2 separate regions of the Mus musculus genome follow, and region 2 is linked to region 1. Evidence: chromatin contacts called from public HiChIP or PLAC-seq data. All regions are on one chromosome and are shown on one strand. The core of a region is the stretch at or near the end of the contact, and the rest is flanking DNA. Distances in the headings are between cores, read along the strand shown.

Region 1 (3,780 bases), core at 717-3,216:
GCCCTCTGCCTCTGCCTCTGCCTGCCTCCTCTGCCTCTGCCTCTGCCCTCTGCCTCTGCCTCTGCCTGCCTCCTCTGCCTCTGCCTCTGCCTCTGCCTCTGCCCTCTGCTTGCCTCCTCTGCCTCTGCCTCTGCCTCTGCCTCTGCCTCTGCCTCTGCCTGCCTCCTCTGCCTCTGCCTCTGCCTCTGCCTCTGCCTCTGCCTGCCTCCTCTGCCTCTGCCTCTGCCTCTGCCTGCCTCCTCTGCCTCTGCCCTCTGCCTCTGCCTCTGCCTCTGCCTCTGCCCTCTGCCTCTGCCTCTGCCTGCCTCCTCTGCCTCTGCCTCTGCCTCTGCCTCTGCCTCTGCTTGCCTCCTCTGCCTCTGCCTCTGCCTCTGCCTCTGCCTCTGCCTCTGCCTGCCTCCTCTGCCTCTGCCTCTGCCTCTGCCTCTGCCTCTGCCTGCCTCCTCTGCCTCTGCCTCTGCCTCTGCCTGCCTCCTCTGCCTCTGCCTCTGCCTCTGCCTCTGCCTCTGCCTCTGCCTCTCCCTCCTCTGCCTCTGCCTCTGCCTCTGCCTCTGCCTCTGCCTCTCCAGTGGCATGCACCACTATACCTGGTAAGAATTTTATTTTTACTTTATTATTTTTTAAAAGATTTATTTATTGTATGCATATGAGTACACTGTAGCTGTCTTCCAACACGCCAGAAGAGGGTATCAGATCTCATTACAGATGGTTGTGAGCCACCATGTGGTTGCTGGGAATTGAAATCAGGACCTCTGGAAAAGCAGTCAGTGCTCTTAACCGCTGAGCCATCTCTCCAGCCCCTATTTTATTTTATTTTTTTATTTTATTCTTTTGGTTTTTCGAGACAGGGTTTCTCTGTATAGCCCTGGCTGTCCTGGAACTCACTTTGTAGACCAGGCTGGCCTCAAACTCAGTCTGCCTGCCTCTGCCTCCCGAGTGCTGGGATTAAAGGCGTGCGCCACCACGCCTGGCTTTTCTTTTTTTTTTTTCTTTTTCTTTCTTTCTTTTTTTTTTAAATGTGTCTGTTTCCTGCATCTGTGTGAATGTATGCCATTGATGTGCTGGTGACCTCAGAGGCCAGAAGAAGGTGTTGAAATCCCGTGGAGCTGGTGTTAAGGGCAGTTTAGAACTGCTAAATGTAGTCGCTAGGAGCTGAATTCAGTTCTTCTGCAAGAATAGCAAGTGCTCTCAACTGCTGAACTATCTCTTCAGACCCTTTTATTTTCTAGATATGACTGTCTGTCTGTCTGTCTGACTCTCTCTCTTTCTCTCTCTCTCTCTCTCTCTCTCTCTCTCTCTACATATATATATATATATATATATATATATATATATATATATATATATATATATATATATACCACGTACATGTCTGCTGCCCTTAGTGGCCAGTGGAGAGAGTCAGATCCCCCTAGAACTAGAAGTACAGGTAGAAGTGAGCCACCATGTGTGTGCTAGGAATTGACTGACCCCGGATCCTCTATAGGAACAACTGCTAAGCTGTCTTTCCACCTGAGGGTTTTGTGTGTGTGTGTGTGTGTGTGTGTGTGTGTGCGTGCGTGTGTACACGTGTTATTTTGCTTTGCTTTTTGAGACAGGGTCTCCCTACAAAGCTCTGGCTGTCCTGGAGCTCTCAGTGTAGTCCAGACTAGCCTTGAACTCGCAGAGATCTGAGTGCTGGGTTTAAAGCCATACATCACCACACCCAACCTCAACCCCAGAATTTTATTACAGCAGGAACACTAACAGCTTGAACTGAGAGATAGGGTAAATGGGAAGAAGCCTAAGGGACCCCCAAAGTTTTTCTGCCAAGAAACAGATGGACGGACACAGTTGTAACTATCAGACACATTTCTGAAAGGGGGAAAACACTAAAACTAAAACCAGCGGGTGCGTGACTTAAGAGGAAATGGAGCCCGAGGCCATAGGGTGGGGCCTGGAGCCGGACAGGAAGTACTCCAGCCTGGAAACAAGTTTGTCTGAGTGGAGCTAGAATCTGAGTGCAGTGAAGGAATCCTTTCTCCTTCCTCCTCGCCTCTAAGCCCCACCCGCTTCATAGCAACTTTCCCCGAGCCCAGGCCCGCCTTCCTCTCAGTAGTTACTTGACTGACAATGACTTTGATCTTTTGATTACTTTGCCTCCCCCTCTGGAATTTCAAGCATTGCCACCATGCCTACTTTTATGCTGTTGTAGGGTTGGAACACGGGGCGGGGTGTAGTAGGGTTGTAGCCCAGGCTGACCTTGACCTCCAAACAATCTTTTTTTCCTCAGTTTTCCAAGTGCTGGGATTACAGACACCCACGGCTACACACAGGTTCTGACTGTTTTTTCTAAAGTAAAAATTCATGATAACTAAGGAGCTGAGGGCAGGCACATCCCTATAATCCCATCACGCAGGAGATGGGGTCAGAGGGCCACGGGAGTCTTGCCTGGTAATGAGTTTATAGCCTAGAATATATGAGACTGTCAAGAAAGAAACTAAGGCCGGGGGTGGTGCATGCCTTTAATCCCAGCACTCGGGAGGCAGAGGCAGGTGGATTTCTGAGTTCGAGGCCAGCCTGGTCTACAAAGTGAGTTCCAGGACAGCCAGGGCTATACAGAGAAACCCTGTCTCGAAAAAGAAAGAAAGAGAGAGAGAGAGAGAGAGAGAGAGAGAGAGAGAGAGAGAGAGAGAAAGGAAGGAAGGAAGAAAGAAACTAAGGATGGGGACGTGGGGAGAGAGAAGAGAAAGATCAAGATAAACTGAATGATACAGAATCTGACATTAGAGCCATCCCAGGAACGTCCACGTGGTGGTTGGGATGGAGCTGGGAAATGTCCAGTAGAGCTGTCCTATACCATTCCCTTGGATTCCCACTTGCTCCTCTGATGGAAACTGTATCCTCTCTTCTGTTAACCTGCTTGGTGAAAACTGCTGTGAGCTAGCATCAAAATCTAAGCAATTTAAGGCAGCTTGCCCTTGCCAGGGGTAATGTGCGCAGGGTTTTTGGTTTGGTTTGGTTTCGATTTTTGCATCCTTATCATCATTGGGGGGGGACGGGACTTTTTCTGGCAGTACATTCAGCGGCTCAATGGAAAAGATGCTGTGAATGTCAGCGAGGAGAAATGACTTCAGACCCAGTGTCCCGTCCTTGTGAACCTCACATGCTGGTTCACTCTTATATTTTTGTTTTTTTAAGATTTATTAATTATACATAAGTACACTGTAGCTGTCTTCAGACACACCAGAAGAGAGCATCAGATCTCATTACAGGTGGTTGTGAGCCACCATGCAGTTGCTAGGATTTGAACTCAGGACCTCTGGAAGAGCAGTCAGTGCACTTAACAGCTGAGCCATCTCTCCAGCCCCTGGTTTATTCTTTTGTAGCAGAGACCTTTGTGAACTGACAAGGGGTTCTCTGGTTGCTATGGAGCTAACAAGCATACTGTTGCCTACTCCAGCTTTGTACATTTTCAGTCTGTTGTTGAGTAGTGGTTTCCTCTGGAGTGAATCAGTCCCTCCTGGAGCGGGGAGAAAGGAAATTTATAAGACTCAGGAAGCAAACACAATTTACAAGTCTTAGAAAGCTACTGAAACATCCACCCCCAACACACCCACCCACACCCAAAGTTGTATAAGCGGTAACAATTGCTTGGGAGAAGAGCCTACTGTGGGACTACCTACAGGTTGTGAGCTGTCACTCACGCAGGGGGTGGGCATTTTGGAGGTACAGCTGCCTTTGAGTCATCCTTCCTGCTCCAAGTAAACTGTCAGCCACACCCTTGTGAATCCGTAATCT
Region 2 (3,780 bases), core at 732-3,231, 170 kb after region 1:
GGAGTTTCACTTGCTATGTCATGGGTGACACCACCTTGATCTGCTGGGCTTCTGCGGGTGAAGTGACTCTTGTCCCCTTTGATAGTAATACACGTTTTGTGGGAAATGCTTTGAGGCTATGAAAATGTCCTGCTTCTCATGGAAGCCCTAATTTGTTTATTAATAGCAGTGTAGACTCATGGACTGGGCTTACCCACAGCTCTCAGACCCTCATTTGTTAATATCCTCATCTGTTCAGATATCAGCCCCTCTTTGATAGAGCCCGTTTAGCGGTGTCTCTGGCACATCCCAATTTTCCCAAGGGTTGTCCTATGCTTGTTTGTACAGTGTTTGTCTTGGGTCTGGGATCAAACACTGCTCTAAGAAGTCTTGGACCCTTTCAGTGCCAAAGAGTATTTAGAAAGCAACCTGGAGCCAGGCGTGGTGGCGCACGCCTTTAATCCCAGCACTAGGGAGGCAGAGGCAGGCGGATTTCTGAGTTCGAGGCCGGCCTGGTCTACAAAGTGAGTTCCAGGACAGCCAGGACTACACAGAGAAACCCTGTCTCGAAAAACAAACAAATAAATAAATTAAATAAAGTAAAATAAAACTCTCCACCTGGGGTGTGGGACACACCTTTAATCCCAGCACTTGGGAGGCAGAGGCAGGAGGATTTCTGAGTTCGAGGCCAGCCTGGTCTACAAGAGTGAGTTCCAGGACAGCCAGGGTTACACAGAGAAACCCTGTCTCAAAAAAAACAAATAAAAATTAAAAAAAAAAAACAGAAGAAGAGGAAGAAAAGGAAGAGGAAGAAGAGGAAGAAGAAGAAGGAAGAAGAAATAGGAAACCCCCTTGGGCATGTTCCCTGCTGTTGGTGTGTCAGAGCTTCCTCACCTGCTTCTTCAGAGGATTGTCAGACTTGCTTCTGAAAGGATGTGTGTGTGCAAAAGTGTGTGAATATGTGTATATATGTGAGTGTAAATGTGTGAGTGAGTGTGTGAGAGTGTGTATGTGTGAGTGTATGTATACGTGTGAATGTGTATTATGTGTGAGAGTATGTAAGTGTATGTGTGTGAGTGTGTGTATGTGTGTGAGTGTGTGTGTATGAGCGTGTATGAGTATATACGTGTGAGTGTATGAGTGTGTCAAGCGCGCGCGCGCGCGTGTGTGTGTGTGTGTGTGTGTGTGTGTGTGTGTGTGTTGGAGGCTGAACACAAGGCCTCATGCATGTGTGTATCCTCATGTCGTATTTGTATTTGGGTCGGACCCGAATGAATGATTTTGAGAATGAGACTGTAATCAGGAAGGCAGGGCGGGGCTCTTGTCTGACAGTGGTCCTTCCAGCAGAAGAAGCAACAGGCTACACATTCCCACCATGTGTCCCCTCAGCTCCCAGGAATGTGGGCCACAGCAGTCAGAGCAGAGGAGAGTTGTCGTTCCAGAAAGTCGAGAAGAGAGATGTGGTGGATGACTGACTGGCTGCCCTGCCAGCCGGTTGCAAATTATTCATGGGGCAGGACATGAGCCTGTGGAAAGAGCCAGGCCTGTGATCTTGAGGGAGTTCTGTCTGGCCTTGCGTCACTCTAGGACCATCTGTGAATGACAAGTGACACGGGGCAGTAGGAACGATGGTGGCCTCAATGTCTTTTCGATCACCGTATATACATTTATGCAGCAAGGCCGACAGACCATCAAACACAAAGGCATCCGTGAGCCGTGAGGGGACTGAGGCCCAGCCCAGGAAAGGCTGGTACCTAAGGACCAGGGAACACCTTGCCCTCCACTTATCTTGAAAGAAAACAGAGAGGCAGGACACTGCGGGATGTCCAGGGTGGAGGCAGGGGCCAGAACACCGGTCATTTCCCTTGCAAAAGTGAGATTCAAATGTTAATGGTATCAGAGCGCAGGGAGGCATCTGGGCACACATGTGCCCTGGGAGGCTCCCCACCCCTACCTCTGCCTGGGGTGGGGGTGTGACACGTGAGTCACAGGGTTGGCAAAGGAAAAGCACTGGGCGGGGCTTCTTTCTGGCTCCTCCTCTTCCTCTAGGTCTGAGCTCCCAATCCCTGGGCTGGTTATTTTCCAGGTTGTTGCTGGGGCCAGAAATGATTGTGGGCTTTGGGCCAACTCTAGACTCTGCATGTCTCCAGGACCTTCTTGGGGGCCCAGTTGCGGAGGCCGAGATGGTCACTTGGCTTCCGTGAGCACATGAATTAGTAATGGCCACCGATCCTGCTGGCCCTGTGCCCTCTTTCCAGAGTAAGGTGGTAATCTGAACTCAGACGCTCATGCCCCCAGACTCCACTCTACATTGGTGGGGCCACCAAATACCTCCCCTCTCCCTCAAAACGAACAGAAATGCAAACAGGGGCTTCATCAAACTCTGAGCATTGACTGTTCATATGGTCACCTGTTATAGTGGTTCCTGGACCGGAAATGTCTGGAAATTATCCCGGAAGTCTCTCAGGACACCTTTACTGGCATGCAAAGTGGGTTTTTTGTTTTGTTTTGGTTTTTTGTTTTGTTTTGGTTTGGTTTGGTTTGGTTTGGTTTGGTTTTGGACAGGGCCTCCCTCTCCTCGCCGGAAGTGATCAGGTCTATGTTAGGCCCTCTCTGAAGTCAGGTGCTAGGGGCGTACTAACCAAGCTGGCCTGGAAGAAGAGAGGATTCTGGGAAAGATGGCAGGGGCTTCACTCCAGCACCTGAGATGATGATATGCGTCTGACCCGGGACTGCAAGCAGCTCCTCTCCCCTTTCTGGGCAGGGGATTTGCCCCATCCCTCCCCCTGGATACACCTTGTAATCCCTACTCCTGCAACAGCTTTGGATGTCCCTTGGAGTCCCAGGCTATCTCTAAACCTACAGCTACCCTTAGGTACCAAAACGTGTTTTTCCTAGGAGCCCTTGTAATTCTCCCCAAGCAGATAGAGCATCCTTACATGACCACATCGCACACTGAAGATAAATGCCCTCAGGAATTAGGCCCTGGGTGAGGGAATGGAGAGGCCAGAGTGGAAGGGAAACTCTGAGGTGGGGGTGGGGCACATCCTAGGTGGAGAGAGTGAGATATGGGGGCAGCCTGAAACACTGAGAAAGTGGGGTACAAATTGGGCAGACCCAAGACCTTGTGCATGGAAGACAAATGTCCCACCTTCGGGCTGCACCCCAGCCTTTTTGATTGCCCTGAGGGTGACATTGTGGGGGGGGGGGGGTGCTTTAAAACCCAATTAGTGAGATTAATTATCTTCAGGCCTGGAAAGCAAGTTGTTGGGAAGCAGGCTGGACCTGCCTTCCTCACGTGCTGTCCGGCTGTCTCCTCACATTCACCTACTGGATCTTGGACTTCAAGCCTGCAGAACTACAGTTCAAACCAGACCTCTCGGGTTGGCAAGATGCTTGCTGCTAAGCCTGATGATGACTTTCAGGGACATAAAAATTATCTATGTTCCAGTTTCAGATATTCCGTTATAACTTTAAAAAGGAGACTATGACATGGGGTATCAGGTGCGGGAAGACCAGAGTGCTCTTCTCTAGTTGGAATTTTTACAAGGGCCTCAAGTTTCAGCCTCCGACCTGTCTCCATGTCCCCAGGAGTGAGGACGGAGCTCGGTGCTGGCCCTGCTCTACCTTGCGTAGTCCTTGGTGCTGCCCAGATCCCAGCTAGAGCCAGGAGACTGACGGCAGGGAGACAAGCGGATGGTGACAAGCAGATGTCACTCCAAGCGATGGGAGCTGAGACTCTGGGTCAGGGTAAAAGTGCGATGTGTCTAGAAGGCCTCTTGTCGAAGCTCCTTCTTCCTG

What was found. HiChIP or PLAC-seq counts read pairs in DNA pulled down with a chosen protein or histone mark.
Region 2: an H3K27ac HiChIP or PLAC-seq map of embryonic stem cells shows a contact between it and region 1, with 13 read pairs. The contact joins two enhancer-like sites. A contact is called at or near these places in 1 of 15 datasets of contacts at CTCF or cohesin (large pre-B cells), 1 of 484 Hi-C or Micro-C datasets (bone marrow-derived macrophages), 9 of 115 datasets of contacts at active chromatin or transcription factors (bone marrow-derived macrophages, embryonic stem cells and fetal liver) and 1 of 9 other capture datasets (embryonic stem cells).

The regions. Positions count from the first base shown.
Region 1 is chr6:30,024,930-30,028,709 of GRCm38.p6, forward strand. No RefSeq gene overlaps it. Among named protein-coding and RNA genes, the nearest start is that of Nrf1, 21 kb to the right of the region's middle. Within about 2 kb of position 1,967, at least 59 of the 459 cell types and tissues checked have an H3K27ac peak or open chromatin away from gene starts, as enhancers often do. A contact at or near this core is called in embryonic stem cells, where this site is marked.
Region 2 is chr6:30,194,335-30,198,114 of GRCm38.p6, forward strand. No RefSeq gene overlaps it. Among named protein-coding and RNA genes, the nearest start is that of Gm31221, 18 kb to the left of the region's middle. Within about 2 kb of position 1,982, at least 8 of the 459 cell types and tissues checked have an H3K27ac peak or open chromatin away from gene starts, as enhancers often do. A contact at or near this core is called in embryonic stem cells, where this site is marked.